2 separate regions of the Aedes aegypti genome follow, and region 2 is linked to region 1. Evidence: chromatin contacts called from public Hi-C data. All regions are on one chromosome and are shown on one strand. Each heading gives the region's core, a stretch centred on a gene start, on an enhancer-like site or on the middle of the called end of the contact. The rest is flanking DNA. Distances are from core to core; before and after follow the strand shown. Region 1 overlaps LOC110675422 (mediator of RNA polymerase II transcription subunit 13). Region 2 overlaps LOC110675422 (mediator of RNA polymerase II transcription subunit 13).

Region 1 (7,263 bases), core at 2,267-4,766:
TAGAGATGTTTAGTTTGAAGAGTATATGACATTTTTTGTATAATTTTCTTACATAATTGCGTTAATTCTAAAGAAGGCAAAGAATCCATGTAATTATTAGTACTTATAATGCAAATGATTAACTTGAAGACAACAATCTAGAGTCAAGTCAAAAATTCATGTTATGATAGGTCACATAACCTTCAACAATAAAATTCTGGTAGTGTGACACCGCTAACGCATGACGGCTCACCATAGTAGCATGTCCGAAGGAACTGGAAACTAGTGAGAACCAGAGCTACATGTCCAAAGCCCTGATAAAGGCGCAACCCTGTTTAGGTGACTTATCGAAGACTCTTCACCAACCAAGAAAGGCAAAATAGAGGTAGGTGTGACGCCAATAAAAGCGAATCTGCTCATTAATTTAATGTGATGAAAACAGTTCCTTTGCCTCTTCTGCCAACAGTTTTTGATGATTTTCAAACAATTTTGATCAGCCACATATGCCGAAAGCACCTGGAAAATATTTGAAATTCGTCGAATTTGAAAATTAAACTTTAATTTCAAAGTCAATTTTACAGTCAAGCTCAAATTTAACATAGCATAGTATTCAGCATTTAGCATAGCGTGCATTTTTTTATGGAAATATTGTTCGTTTAGTTGAGGAATAGATTATCGTGCACATCTTCAACGAGGAAAAATAAATACTCACACATCAGTTTATATGGCACTTTCATAGAAGCACGCACCTTGCATTCAAAGTACAATCCAACATAATGCGTTACATGTGCGTTACTTGTTGGTTTTGTTAGCTACGACGCCATCCAATATATGGCAAACATGGTGGGAGAATATTTTGGTGGGACAAAATTATTTAGGTGTGAGTCTATTGGAGGGCAAAATCCTCAATATTTACATCTACAATTCCAACAACTATTAGAACAGCAAGAATCCACAAAACAGCATATAATTGAAAGAAGGTCCCTTTCTTACAGTCATTAGATTAACCGTTTAAGTATGAAGAATAGCCTATGATTCAAAGAAGGGAGAATATATGATGGAAGTATTAAGAGTAGTAGTGACCTGAGAGAGACTCGCGAAGAGGAAAAATATCAACGTCATATGCAGCCCAGATTCCCCTCTCACGAAACGTCAAATGCAGCCCACCGTTTTTATGGCTGAAAAAGTGAAAAGTATTGTGTTCAAAGTAAACTGTTATTAAAAACCTCAGTCGGCGGAGCAGTTTTTTCCAAAGTTGCTGATAAATCTAAGCAGAAGATTAATTATTTCTAATGTCTTCTACGTTTGCTGGCATGAAATTTCACTCAAATGGCTATTTATGATTCGATGTGATGCAAACTTAATCATTTTTTGCTGAGAGGTTCATGTGAGGATTTGAACAGCATGCGTATAATTGGTATGCGCATGCGCATAATTGGTATGCACAAAGTGGAATAAGAAAAAAACTCAGCAATCACAGAAAAAGAAGACCGTCTTCGCGAGTCTCGTCTCAGGTAGTGACATAATATTTTGAATTAGTATGTCTCGAAAGAACACTTTAATTATAAAAAAAGATTTTTTTTCTGATTACAGTAATACCTCCATGAGTCGATGTTCCATAACTCGATATCGACTCATGGAACCATACTAGAAACGAAATTTCATGGTTACTATGATGGTCCCTAGAAACAGCTTTCCAAAGGATTACTGTTCCATGACTCGATATTTCCATGAGTCGATGGTCCCTTCAATATCGACTCATGGAGGTTTCACTGTAAAACATTAGCAGCACTAACTCCAACAGTTTTGTCGACAGTATAGCTATAAAGAACAGCCTTCAATATAAAGAAGGGATAATCTCTGAAGAAAAATTTGCCAATGTGTACAACTAAACTCAAAACATGAGCAGCAATTACAGCGTCGTTCATATTCTTGGCATTACGCCCCAACCCAAGCTCTCAGCTTAGTGTTCTAGGAGCACTTCCACCATTATTAACCAAAGTGGCCATATTGCATTCCTATTTGTGTACGATACATATGGTCAGAGAAATTACCACAAAGCTAATGAAGGTAATTTACAGCATTGTAATGCTTATCATTTAATCAAGTTTTATCCTATAAATTGACCTCAAAGGATTCACAACTATGGGACGATTGATAGGCAATCGTATTTTAAAGTACACACTTTTGATCTTTGAAGCCATCCACAATTGCCAAAAAGTCAGATCACTTTTCGCACAAACATTTTTTTTATTTTGGCAATTATGCCAATCGTCCATTATGCCTAATGTCTATTATGCCAAACATCCATTATGCCAAACGTTTATTCTGCCTATCGTATTTATGCCTATCGTACTTATGCCTATCGTATTTATGCCTAACGTCGTGCACCCATTCCGTACGACCTTGCTTTTTAAACTTGACTTGACCTTGCGTTAGCTTCTTTTCAGACAACAAATTGATAAAACTATCATCAAAACTGTTCTAAGCACTCTATTCTTTGATCATCTATAGTCCGCCTTATAAATATTGTCAGTTTGTGACAGCTGGGCCAAAACCCCAAAGCATCTGAGATTCCGAAGAGCTAATATAAATTTCTGCGGATGATTCTAAACACTTTACTGAAAGCAAAAATTCTCACGTATATAACCTGACTAAAATGCGATTAGTGGCTGTATTAATTGACGAAGGACTTCTGGAAGTGGATTATCGATATTGATCCTTGGACTTGCAAGTAGATCTGACGTTCTATGATTGCATAAATATCGTCATTCTGTGAGAGCTGCGCTAAAATCGCAAAGCATCCGAAATTCTGAAGAGTTTATGCAGATGGTTCTAAACACTTCCCTGAAAGCAAAATCATCTTACGTTCATCGCCTGGCCAAAATTAAACAGCTGAATGTATTGATTACTATAGGACTCCGACTCGTAGATCATCCAGGATTCTCTACGCTGAGGTTGAAAGTATGCTATTTAAAGAAATCTTGCTATTTTACGATTCATCAGAAAGCTATCAAATCTGGTGTGATTGCATCGGTACATCCAATAATCAGAATTGTGATAGTTAGGTAATGTTTGAACACCTCCCATTCGGATGTTTCTGGTCACGCAATTGTCTGCCATCAACACTGTCTAGTTACTAGCTAAACAACCGAGCGAATCCCACCGCTCCGTTGTATATTCATGTCGCTCATGGATCAGTATTGGTAGACAACAACCACGGATCCAACTAAAGTAGACCAACAGCAGAACAGCCAAAAGAGCGAAAAAAAACATTGAACTTCTCTGCGGTACTGCTGTCCGACGACGATGCACCAACACAATGAACCTTCCTACGATAACATCGTATACATACGCGAACAACACACTGTGTATTGGAGAAGCAAAACGAGAAGAACAGAAAAACTGCTTTTAAAAATAAATGAAAATGTTTCAATAATAAGCAACGCGCTCCCTGCGACTAATAGGATGACTACGGTACGGCAACGGCGATGACGATGTCAGTGATTGTGTAGTTGGTATCACATATGAATGTACCCGAAAGTGGAAACGACAGTACGTGAGGAAGCGGAAGGACAGAGTGTGTCGTTCGACATCATCATCGTCGTTGTCGCGGTCTTCGTTACGAAGATCTCTTGTTGTTACTTGGTACCTAAGAAAGAAAGACAATATCCAGAGCGTGTAGACGAACAACGCAAAGAAGCGTTTGTGAAATTCCTTGTCTCGATACAACGCAACATGCTCTACAGAGATTGTCCTAATCTTTTGAACATAGCAGATTTTCGCCATTTGGAAAGCGATTGAAATTTTCTGATAATCAACTGTCACACCATAAAGCATACACTGACATTGACAGTTGTCAGCCCTAAACGTAATCTACGACTTTCGTTGGAGGCATTCGCAGCATCGAGGACAGTCAAATAGACGCCTGGCGCAATACGCCGAAAGTAGTACGGCAGAAGAAAAAAAAATGCAATGTAGCTTCGCGTCGGTGCATGACACAGAGAGCTTCACCACATTGGAATAAATTTGCATTTACTAATAGGATACACCAGCCGTGCAGCCTCAATCGCCAAAGGTTGCAGCAATGTTATGGATGCAATGTAACGACACACGCTGAGAAGCAAACGAATGGAATAAAATGCAGCAGCAAAAAAGAATCGAGCGAGAGAAACAGAATACGAAGGTATAATACTAAAATAGAACCCATACAAAAAAATTGAAGAAAAAAATCCTACATCTACACGTACCACAGAAACAAAGTTCGCTTGTCGGTCGGCGCATGCAGGCAGCCCCGGTTGTCGAATGTATCGCTGCTGGTTCGCTAGCTACAACAAACAGAAACGGTTGGATGCAATCGTCGAAGTCGCCGCACGCCGCAGCTGGTGCAAGTAAGACAGCGCGTTGAACCTCCCAGACCCAGGCAGTTCGTTTGGATTCAGATCAAGAGGTAGTGGGAGGAGCGGAGGTAACAGGCATAGAGTGCTCAATGAGCCTTGGCTGTTGCCTTTATCAGCAATAATTATTTTTTCAAGTTTAAGAATATGTATGCGAATCGTTCGTGGAGCAGCGTAGCTTCATGAAGGTTTGCATGCAAAAATATACAACAACAGAATGGTGCGCGGTGCATTGGTACGACGACTACCACATGCAGCGCGAGCGGGCATCGAAGTTGTAGGGGTTGCATATTTGGGTTGTATGGGAAATTGAAACACGACCCTACACGGATTGCCTGTTGTAATGTCATTGAATCCTTTACGGCAAGGAAGCGTTTAGAATAGGATTGAGTCATAACTTCTTTCCATACTCCAGACGCTTCATCCCAGCTGCTTGATGCTCATGTTAGCTCTGTATTAGCTCTATCAAGTTATTCATATCAAGTGCTTACTGCGACAATGATTTATCTTCCATTCACTGTATTGTGAGTCAAACACAATGGTACACTATGTATATAGAAGTCGTGAACATTTTGATTCCCTAACGATCATCAACCAGTCTGGAATTTGTGCCCAGAGCTGTATGTTTACGAACTTAGTCAGGGTATGCCTCTGCAAAGCTCCGCTTCCAAAAATAATGGCATTATTCATCTTTGACAATTAAATCTTGCAAATTAAAGTAAGACTGTAAGATGCATCGAGACAGGCTTTATAATGTTCTTGCTGAGATAGTGCTCGTTGAGATGTTAGTTTTTTTTAAGACTTTATCTATAAAAAGGAGGAAAAATGTGAGAAATACGTACAATCTACGAAACTCCATAACTTACCAAACGTTTCAGCTCTTGGGGACTTCCTTAGCCGAGTGATTAGAGCCGCGGCAACAAAGCAAAGCCATGCTGAAGGTGTCTGGGTTCGATTGCCGGTTGGTCTAGGGTCTTTTCGTAATTGAAATTTCTTTGACTTCCCTGGGCATAGAGTATCATCGTACCTGTCACACGATTATACAAACGCAAAAATGACAACTTAGGCAATGAAAGCACTCAGTTGGTAAATGTGGAAGTGCTCATAACAACACTAAGCTGAGTAGCCGGCTCTGTTCCAGTGGGAACGTTAATGCCAATAAGAGGAATCTCTTGAAATTTCGGTAAATTCAACGTAATCTCCGAAACCTTGATCTCAAAGGCAAATGCAAAGAGAGACTCTATTCAACTTTTCGATAAATTTCTCCTACTTTTACTTTCAAGAGCTTATTTTGCAATATTTCTATAGTTGTGCAAACAATATCACCGAAAGTTCATTTCAATGTTTTGTTCACAACTTCTTCTTTTTTTCTGGCGTTACGTCCCCACTGGGACAGATCCTGCTTCTCAGCTTAGTGTTCTTATGAGCACTTCCACAGTTATTAACTGAGAGCTTACTATGCCAATGACCATTTTTGCATGCGTATATCGTGTGGCAGGTACGAAGATACTCTATGCCCTGGGAAGTCGAGAAAATTTCCAACCCGAAAAGATCCTCGACCGGTGGGATTTGAACCAAAAATTGGCCGAAAAATGCTACGCCATTTATGGACGCTGCCTAACCAAAACAGAGACAAGAGAGAAAGCTTCATCGCCATTTTCTGATGATTCTCTGATTTTACTGTTTGAAGCTCCTTGAGCCTAAAATATAAGTTAGTCCACGAGTTGAAGTATATAAATAACATACGTTCCGTAAAGTTCGGTAGTGCACAAAAGTCTGAAGGGCCTATTTCATAACTCGACTTAACCTTCCAGTTGTTGTTGTTGTTTGAGAGGGACTTTAACCCGAAGGTCATTCGTCCCTAACCTTCTAGTCGTCGCATGGTTTGCCACCGTCAGAATCACCACGCTGCTGTAGTGAACGAAAAGCGAGATTTTTTCAACAGTATTGTACAAAATACAACAGCGCGACGACTGAAGTGTTAACTCACTGTCGACTAAGAAATCACTCGACACGACTATGTCACATGAATTTTTCGACAGATGTTACTTTGTGTGACTGCATTACTATGCTAGTCGATAGGTGACTTTTGAAATATGAATGCGTATTTTGATCGTCTGCAGACTAGTCACATGCACATGATCCATAAAATTATCCCCTAACACATTTAAAGCGTAATAAAATTACCTAACACCTGAGCTAATGCTACAATGCTACATAGAAGATACTTTTTCTTCATTAAACTACCAAATGTAAGTAGCGTTACGGCACCCTTTTTGATTTTGGATGTTTAGAAAGCTCACATTGAAATTAAAATAAAGGGATTGAAGTTGAACTAAATTATCGCCAAACTGTTCAGTTGATCAATAATTTAAGGTGACACGTTTTGGAATCAACTTCTAAGATTGCATTGAAACTTCAAAGGCACAAATCTCGCGAAGAAAGCATGCAGCAACAGTGAACTTTTTATTTTAGCTTTGTGCACTATCAGAAAGCTTAAAATAAGAATATCAAAAACGTTTGCAAACTATTTATCCAGTTTAGTGCCTGTCAAAACGTGAGTAGGGGCACAAGTCGGCCATCCATAACTCAATACAGAAGGGACCATCGACAAGAACTCAAACCTAAAAAATGGTTTCAGCTCAGGTGGTTTGAGCCTTGCTCAAGTCTAGAGTATATTCCAAACTCAAAACAAACAAAAATAACCTTCGCTGATGAACGCACCTGAAACAGTGCACCTTGGGGTGTGAACACCATAACGATGGAATTCGTTGAACTTTGGTGTGCATTGCAGCGCAGGCAGAGAGTCTCTTCATTGTGGTTTCAATATCGTTGTCGTGGTCATAGCGAAAGGAAATCTCAACATCTGCGTGTTTACGTTTTTATT
Region 2 (6,330 bases), core at 2,526-5,025, 61 kb after region 1:
TTGAAAACAATGTTTGGCCCATAGTGGGGCAAAAGTTCGAATCAGCGGGGCAAAAGTTCGACCCATGTATAAAATCACGAAAAAAATTGCAAATTACCTAAAATCCACATATTATCTTCAAATTTATTTAAATTTGTCTGATCGTGTGAAAACTGTCACCAAAATTTTACATTTCCACTAAGTTTTGTGAAAAACTGCTTTTTTTTAATATATTACAATTAACCCGGTTTTGGGCAATTGTTTGATGAAAATTTAGTGTGTATTTTTCGGCAAACTTAAGTTTACGGCTAGAGTAAAGTATGCCTGTCATAAAAGGATCGATATTTTGTGTTTTAGTCAGCGAACTTTTGCCCCACACTAGATTCGAACTCTTTCCCCACCGGTGGGGCAAAAGTTCGAATAAGACAATCAATTTTGAAACTGTTATAACTAAAAATGAGTAAATATTTTGACACAAGTTTGTTCAGCAAAGTTATAGCCAATATGTCGAAGGTTCACTTTGTTTTGTTTTAACTGCTATTGTTTTCCTGGAAACTTTGATCACAGACAAACAGACGTCACACTCTCACCATTCTCCATCGACCACCTTTTTAACGGTCGATTCAAAAATATAGTAGGTGGCCAATCGGCCACCCGCAGCGCTTGCATCGGTTTTGTTCGCGTTTGACGTTTAAACACTACCGCCATCTGTTGGCCTGTTGGCCAAACACTCTAATTTTAGCATTGGGCGTACATGTCCTCGTGACTATGATTTTTATTGAGATTTGTTCTAAGTGTTACGTCTGTTTGTCTGTGCTTTGATTATACCACTAAGGTCGAACTTTTGCCCCACCTTACTCTACTGACGATCATAATTAGCTTTTGGTTTGTTGGAGATAAGAGATAAAATATCAAAAATTATATCAAAAATTAGTATGGAGAAGTATTGAACAATATCTTGTTAAGATATTATTGTCGCACCGCTTTTGTTCCTAGAAGTTGTCCCGACGTCACTCTGTTCAGTCCGGCCATTTTGCTGTTGAATGTGTTTTGTGTCATGTCAAAGAACAAATGTTGATCTGTTGATCTTGTTTACATATTTTCAGATGTTGAGCTATTGTGCTGAGATCAGGGAGTGAAATTATCGCTTCACGAAATCTGTTTCTCCGAGATAAAGGCGGCAACTAATTTTCGGGTTGCTTGAAAAATGTCTATTTTCGTCTTATTTCCGCGATAATTTCATTCACTGGCTGAGATTTATAAAATTTTGGAACATCTTTTCAATTTCAAATTGATCATAATTTGAGTTCGTTTCGAGATCAAGATGTGATTTTGATTTTTACGTCTGCCCGGGTCTTCCATCTTTTGATCGCCTCGCGTCCTTCCATCAAGATGTTTACGTTCTTATCCCTGCACTCTTGACACAAATCTCTCTTATGGCGAATTCGGTTTTAAACCTGGGGTCAGAGCTGACCCGACTCGCAATAAACGAACGAAAACGGATCCAGGTTCGAGTCAAATCGAATGTGTTATACCTACATTCGAACTGTCAGTCACACAGTTTCATAAAATTTCGCTTCTCTGAGTGCAAAATCACAAAAGAAAGTCTCAATATTAATGCAATAAATATTGCCGAATGCTTTCGTTAACATCTCTTGTTGTTAAATCTATGCTTTAATCGTTAATTTTGATAATAATAAAAATGTAAACAATCAATGTTTGACAGTTGAACCCCGCTCAGGTTGGATCGCAAAAAATCGACAGAGCGAATCTCGTTGTGTTTGGGTCGAACCTGGGGCGGATCCGGGTTCGACCCGATCCAATAAAAAAACGTTTTGACAGCTGTTAGAGCAGATCCAGGGCGAACCTAGGTTCGCCCCAGCAATAAACGAAATCGCCATTAGAGTTCTTCGCTGGAACTCGGACGATGATTAGCTGTCTCTAAAATGGGGAATCATGAAGAACAGACATTCCAGGTTTACTTTACGATATAAAAATAAAAAAGCGCTCTATTCGCAAAGACGGTTATGACGAATTCCATGTCGAATCGGTCAGATACAGATTTCGACCATCTGCGATCTGCAGTAAATTTTGCACATGTTTTGGTATGCTAAAATAAGTGTTTTCCATAAAAAATCCATCGTTTCGATTCGAGAATAACTTTTGAAAATGGCCAATAAATCTTTGCATACATTTTTTTTTAAATTCTAACACCGAAAATGTTGATTTTAGAGAAAAATGTTGTATGAAGAAGCTGTAGTGAACCGTTTGGGCCTACAAGAAAAAATATATACACTAAAAAAATATGTTATGTTTTTTCATGAAAAATTCAAAAATTAAACTTAAATTTTAAATTACACAAAAACCCCACATTTAATATTTTTTTAAATTTTCACCATAGAATCTTGATAGTAAACAGATGTTTGGGACAAAATTTCACGATGGAGAAATTTTTTATAGAAAAGTTTTTCTAAGAACAACTTTCGGTCTATTTTCAATGTTTTATGTTTTTAATTAATCATAATTAAACGATTTCAATTATGGTAAATATCATTTTCCCAAAATTTGGAATTATTTGTCATGTTTGTTTACATCAGTAGCTAATACCATACCATGAATTGCTTTGTTTTCTTCTTGACAATGGAATGCATCCTCGGCTGTACATTTCATCGCATGTCAAAGCTCGCACGTCACGAATGTCACCCACTACGCTGTTATCGCTGCTGTTGATTATGTTGATAAACGGGATTTGATGGGCGTGGCTTCCAATTCGGGAGCCATCAGTGAAGTGTACGTAAACACCAGATAAACACAGTTATCATTCGTCATCTCATTGCTGTGCAACAGTCGAAGCCTAGCCTACTGTGATGCGAAATGAAAACCATCACGCACTGCTACAGACACACATATACAAACGCACTAATCATAGTACACCGTAAACACTACACCCCCATTCCATATTATTATTCCACTCGGATAAGGAAACCTCACGACACGATTATATGAAAGTGTTTTCAACATGCATTACTCCACTTGTGGGGGGCGAGTTCTCTTCGTCTTGTGTAATGGGGACACAAATACAAAGGAGAGCGGGGCTTCAATGCCACCGGCGCGATCCCCCTCAACCCCATACGGTGGCGATGGTGTGCAAATTTGAGATAAAGATTCTTCGTTGGTCAGATAGGCCATGTGTGCCAAAGTAATAATACAATTTCATTACGTCCAATTAAATGTTAATAAAAAATTTACATACAACTAATCGAGTCTGTTCGCTATTCGGCGGCGACAATGAGCATACACATACAAACAAACATTTTAAAGTGCGAAGCGAAGAGAGGCAAAAGAAATGAGAATGAGCGGAAAGAGAGAATAATTTGCGCGGACGCACACAATGAAATTTTCTTGTGAAGTACAGCCGTACTCACAACCACAAACGCAGATAAATGTCAAAAATCTTTTGGAATTTTGTCAACAATAATTTTAATGATGTGTGGATTGCGCAGGGGGTGATACTGGTAGAAGAGAGATATACCAAATTCACGAATACTGACTCGAGGATTGATTACTACTCGAACACCGTCGTCAGACCAGAAAACCACCGCAAAGAGAATACTCTGTACGAAAATGGGACACAATAAAATGTGGAATAACTAAAAACATACCGTGTGTGCGGTGGGCATCCTATACACACAGGAGATTTACAGCAAATTAAAATGAATACTTTCGAACGGGTCTGCATGTTCGGCGCGCATGCTGCTTGAACGATTCCTGCGAATGTAAACGCGCAATGGCTCTCACACATGTATGTGACATGAATCAGTATAGCAGGCTGTGTACGGAACGGAACGGTCTATGGTGCAAGTGAGTACCGTTCAATTGAGTGATCACTCTTGCACATCAGACTCAGAAGAGCAGCGATGGGAAAGATTTGAAGGAATATACTTATAAAGCGATTAACGATTATTACCTGCTTGGTTGATTGTTTGCGTTAGTTGAATATTGTTTATGCATTGATGATGTCGGGAAGAATATTTTTCTTCTATAGCATTCGTAGTAAATTAACACCTTATTCAAACATTTCATTTATTTATTATTATGAACTTAATGCTTCATACTAAAAAATAAATAAAATACTTGAATAAGCCAATGAACTGATTATGTTTTATTTGAGATACAATCGAAGACACGATTGTTAGAATCCAAAGATGTCTATCATAATAACCGCCTTCTTTGTTAAAAAGCACAAATCTCATCATCTAAGACGTTCAATAGATTATCTGATTTGTACTCGAAAAAATGCAATGCAAAAAGTAGAAAGTTGAAATATTAATGAGTCAATATTGGAAATCAAAATACTTACCAGGCACCCCCGTTAATTTGACTACATTTAATCTGGACACTTTAATTTGCACCACGCTAATCCGCACATCATTCAGGTCAAAAATGGTTCAATCGTCAATTAGCTCATGGAATGGAGTTAAAAGAAGCTTTGTGGAACGAAACGCATAATCAAAACTAAACAGCCAAAAAGGTAATCAGAAGTACCGTGTACCCCCGCTAATTTGAACGGTACCTCATGCAAACCATCGGGGTTCATTTTTAATTTGAACATCTAGTCACCCTAGAATCGTGTTTCTGGTAACCTTTTCACTGTTTTGTTTTGGTTTTGCGTTCCATTCCACAGCGTTCCATTTCACTTTACTCCGTTCCAGAAGCTAAATGACGTTTGAACCATTTTTAATCTGAACGATGTGCAAATTAGCGGGGTACAAATTAAAAAGTGTTCAGATTAAATGTGGTCAAACTAACGGGGGTACCCGGTACTATTTCTGTTGTTCGTAGGGTGGCTAGTAGTTCTAATTGAAAATGAACCTAGATGGTTTGCATGAGGTACTGTTCGAATTATCGGGGGTGCTTCAATACAGAAAACTACGAAATGCGAAACTATGTCGAGGGTATGAAGGTTTTATTGTGTATAAAGATAAACCTTGCGTTTTTAAATTATATCTACTCAATCAATTGGTTTGTATTGAGGGACTGTCCATAAATGACTAAGCATTTTCATAGAAGGAGAAAAGTTTGCATAATGATCCCTCAACTACTGATCTCATCACACAACGACTACCCACTTGCACTTTCGATCGAGCGTTTCGCACTTTATATCGTGGCACGTGCCACCTTCCGAAGGGAATTTGCCTTGTCATATTATTATCGATGTCACCTACGAAGGCTCGCGATGATGATGATGATGCACACTTAAGAACTTGTTGCTTTTGTGCGAGCTTGGGACAGGTGTTTGAACAAAGAAAGCGCCACTATTTATACTTATGACACGAGACGATAATTGGTTTTAATTTTATATCTACCAATAGCTTCATCTACTGTTAATTAATCTCCAAGTAGGCGGTGCAATTCAGCGAATAAATCTTACAGCAAATTAATTCATATAAATTTATATTTTCATTAAATCATACAAATTCAATTTATAATTTTATTGTGGAAAACACATTTTTTTATATGAACATGATTGCTATTATTATTATTCTGATTATCGGGTTGAGGAATAAAAGAATTAAAACTATTATACATTTTGTGCATTGCGCGATTATTTATCGCGACGACCATCTTGGAAATCTCTAAAAATGCTTATAGATTGGCTTGGTTACTTGATACTGATTATTGTACTTACATATCGAAACATTAGTTGTTCAACTTTAGGAATCCATAAATACCAAACAAACCTGTATCTAATATTTTATATCGAAGCTATTGACTTCACTATAATTACATACATAACGCATTCCTTATAGGTATCGCTGAATGTCAACCGGGTAATTAACGCACTCGTTGTTTCAGCTGATTGTGAGCTGTAATTAGCGATAGAATAAAAACTGCTTAGCTGGAGTGTTTCTTGATCGACATTGAAGATAAATCGATACGTGCCAAAGACATTCGTCGATTAATGTGAAGAAATTACGATGCTAATCAGATATTAGGAATCCTCATGATACAGATTTTAGAACACATTAACATTCTTACAGATTTCTTTGAATTCCACATTTCAACAGTCAACAAATCTAATATTCCTTTCCTTTTTTTTCTCTGAATTTCTTTACAGAAGGCGACAAAGGATCCTGGGAGGGTGGCCTATCGTACGAGTGCCGGTCACTGCTGTTCAAGGCGCTGCATAATGTTATCGAACGGTAAGTTAATTGATACGCAAAGGTTTCGGTCTTTTTTCCAAAGGAGTTTATTTAGTAGTGGATATGTAGTTGAGGGATTTTGAACTCTGAGGTGTTGCAATATTCAGTATGAAGTATGACGTGTTGCCATACGGGTTCCATACTTCAG

The links. Hi-C and Micro-C count contacts between places; a contact is called where the count stands out from the background.
Region 2: a Hi-C map of whole pupa shows a contact between it and region 1, with 4 times the contacts expected there. The contact joins two enhancer-like sites. A contact is called at or near these places in 2 of 2 Hi-C or Micro-C datasets (whole body and whole pupa).

Annotation. Positions count from the first base shown.
Region 1 is chr2:29,437,100-29,444,362 of AaegL5.0, forward strand. All of the region lies in intron 1 of LOC110675422 (mediator of RNA polymerase II transcription subunit 13), which reads left to right. Among protein-coding and RNA genes, the nearest start is that of LOC110675422, 7.5 kb to the left of the region's middle. Within about 2 kb of position 3,517, at least 3 of the 3 cell types and tissues checked have open chromatin away from gene starts, as enhancers often do.
Region 2 is chr2:29,497,381-29,503,710 of AaegL5.0, forward strand. It overlaps LOC110675422 (mediator of RNA polymerase II transcription subunit 13), which reads left to right. Exons shown (of 13, transcript XM_021840393.1): 3 at 6,098-6,182. Among protein-coding and RNA genes, the nearest start is that of LOC5574113, 57 kb to the right of the region's middle. Within about 2 kb of position 3,776, at least 3 of the 3 cell types and tissues checked have open chromatin away from gene starts, as enhancers often do.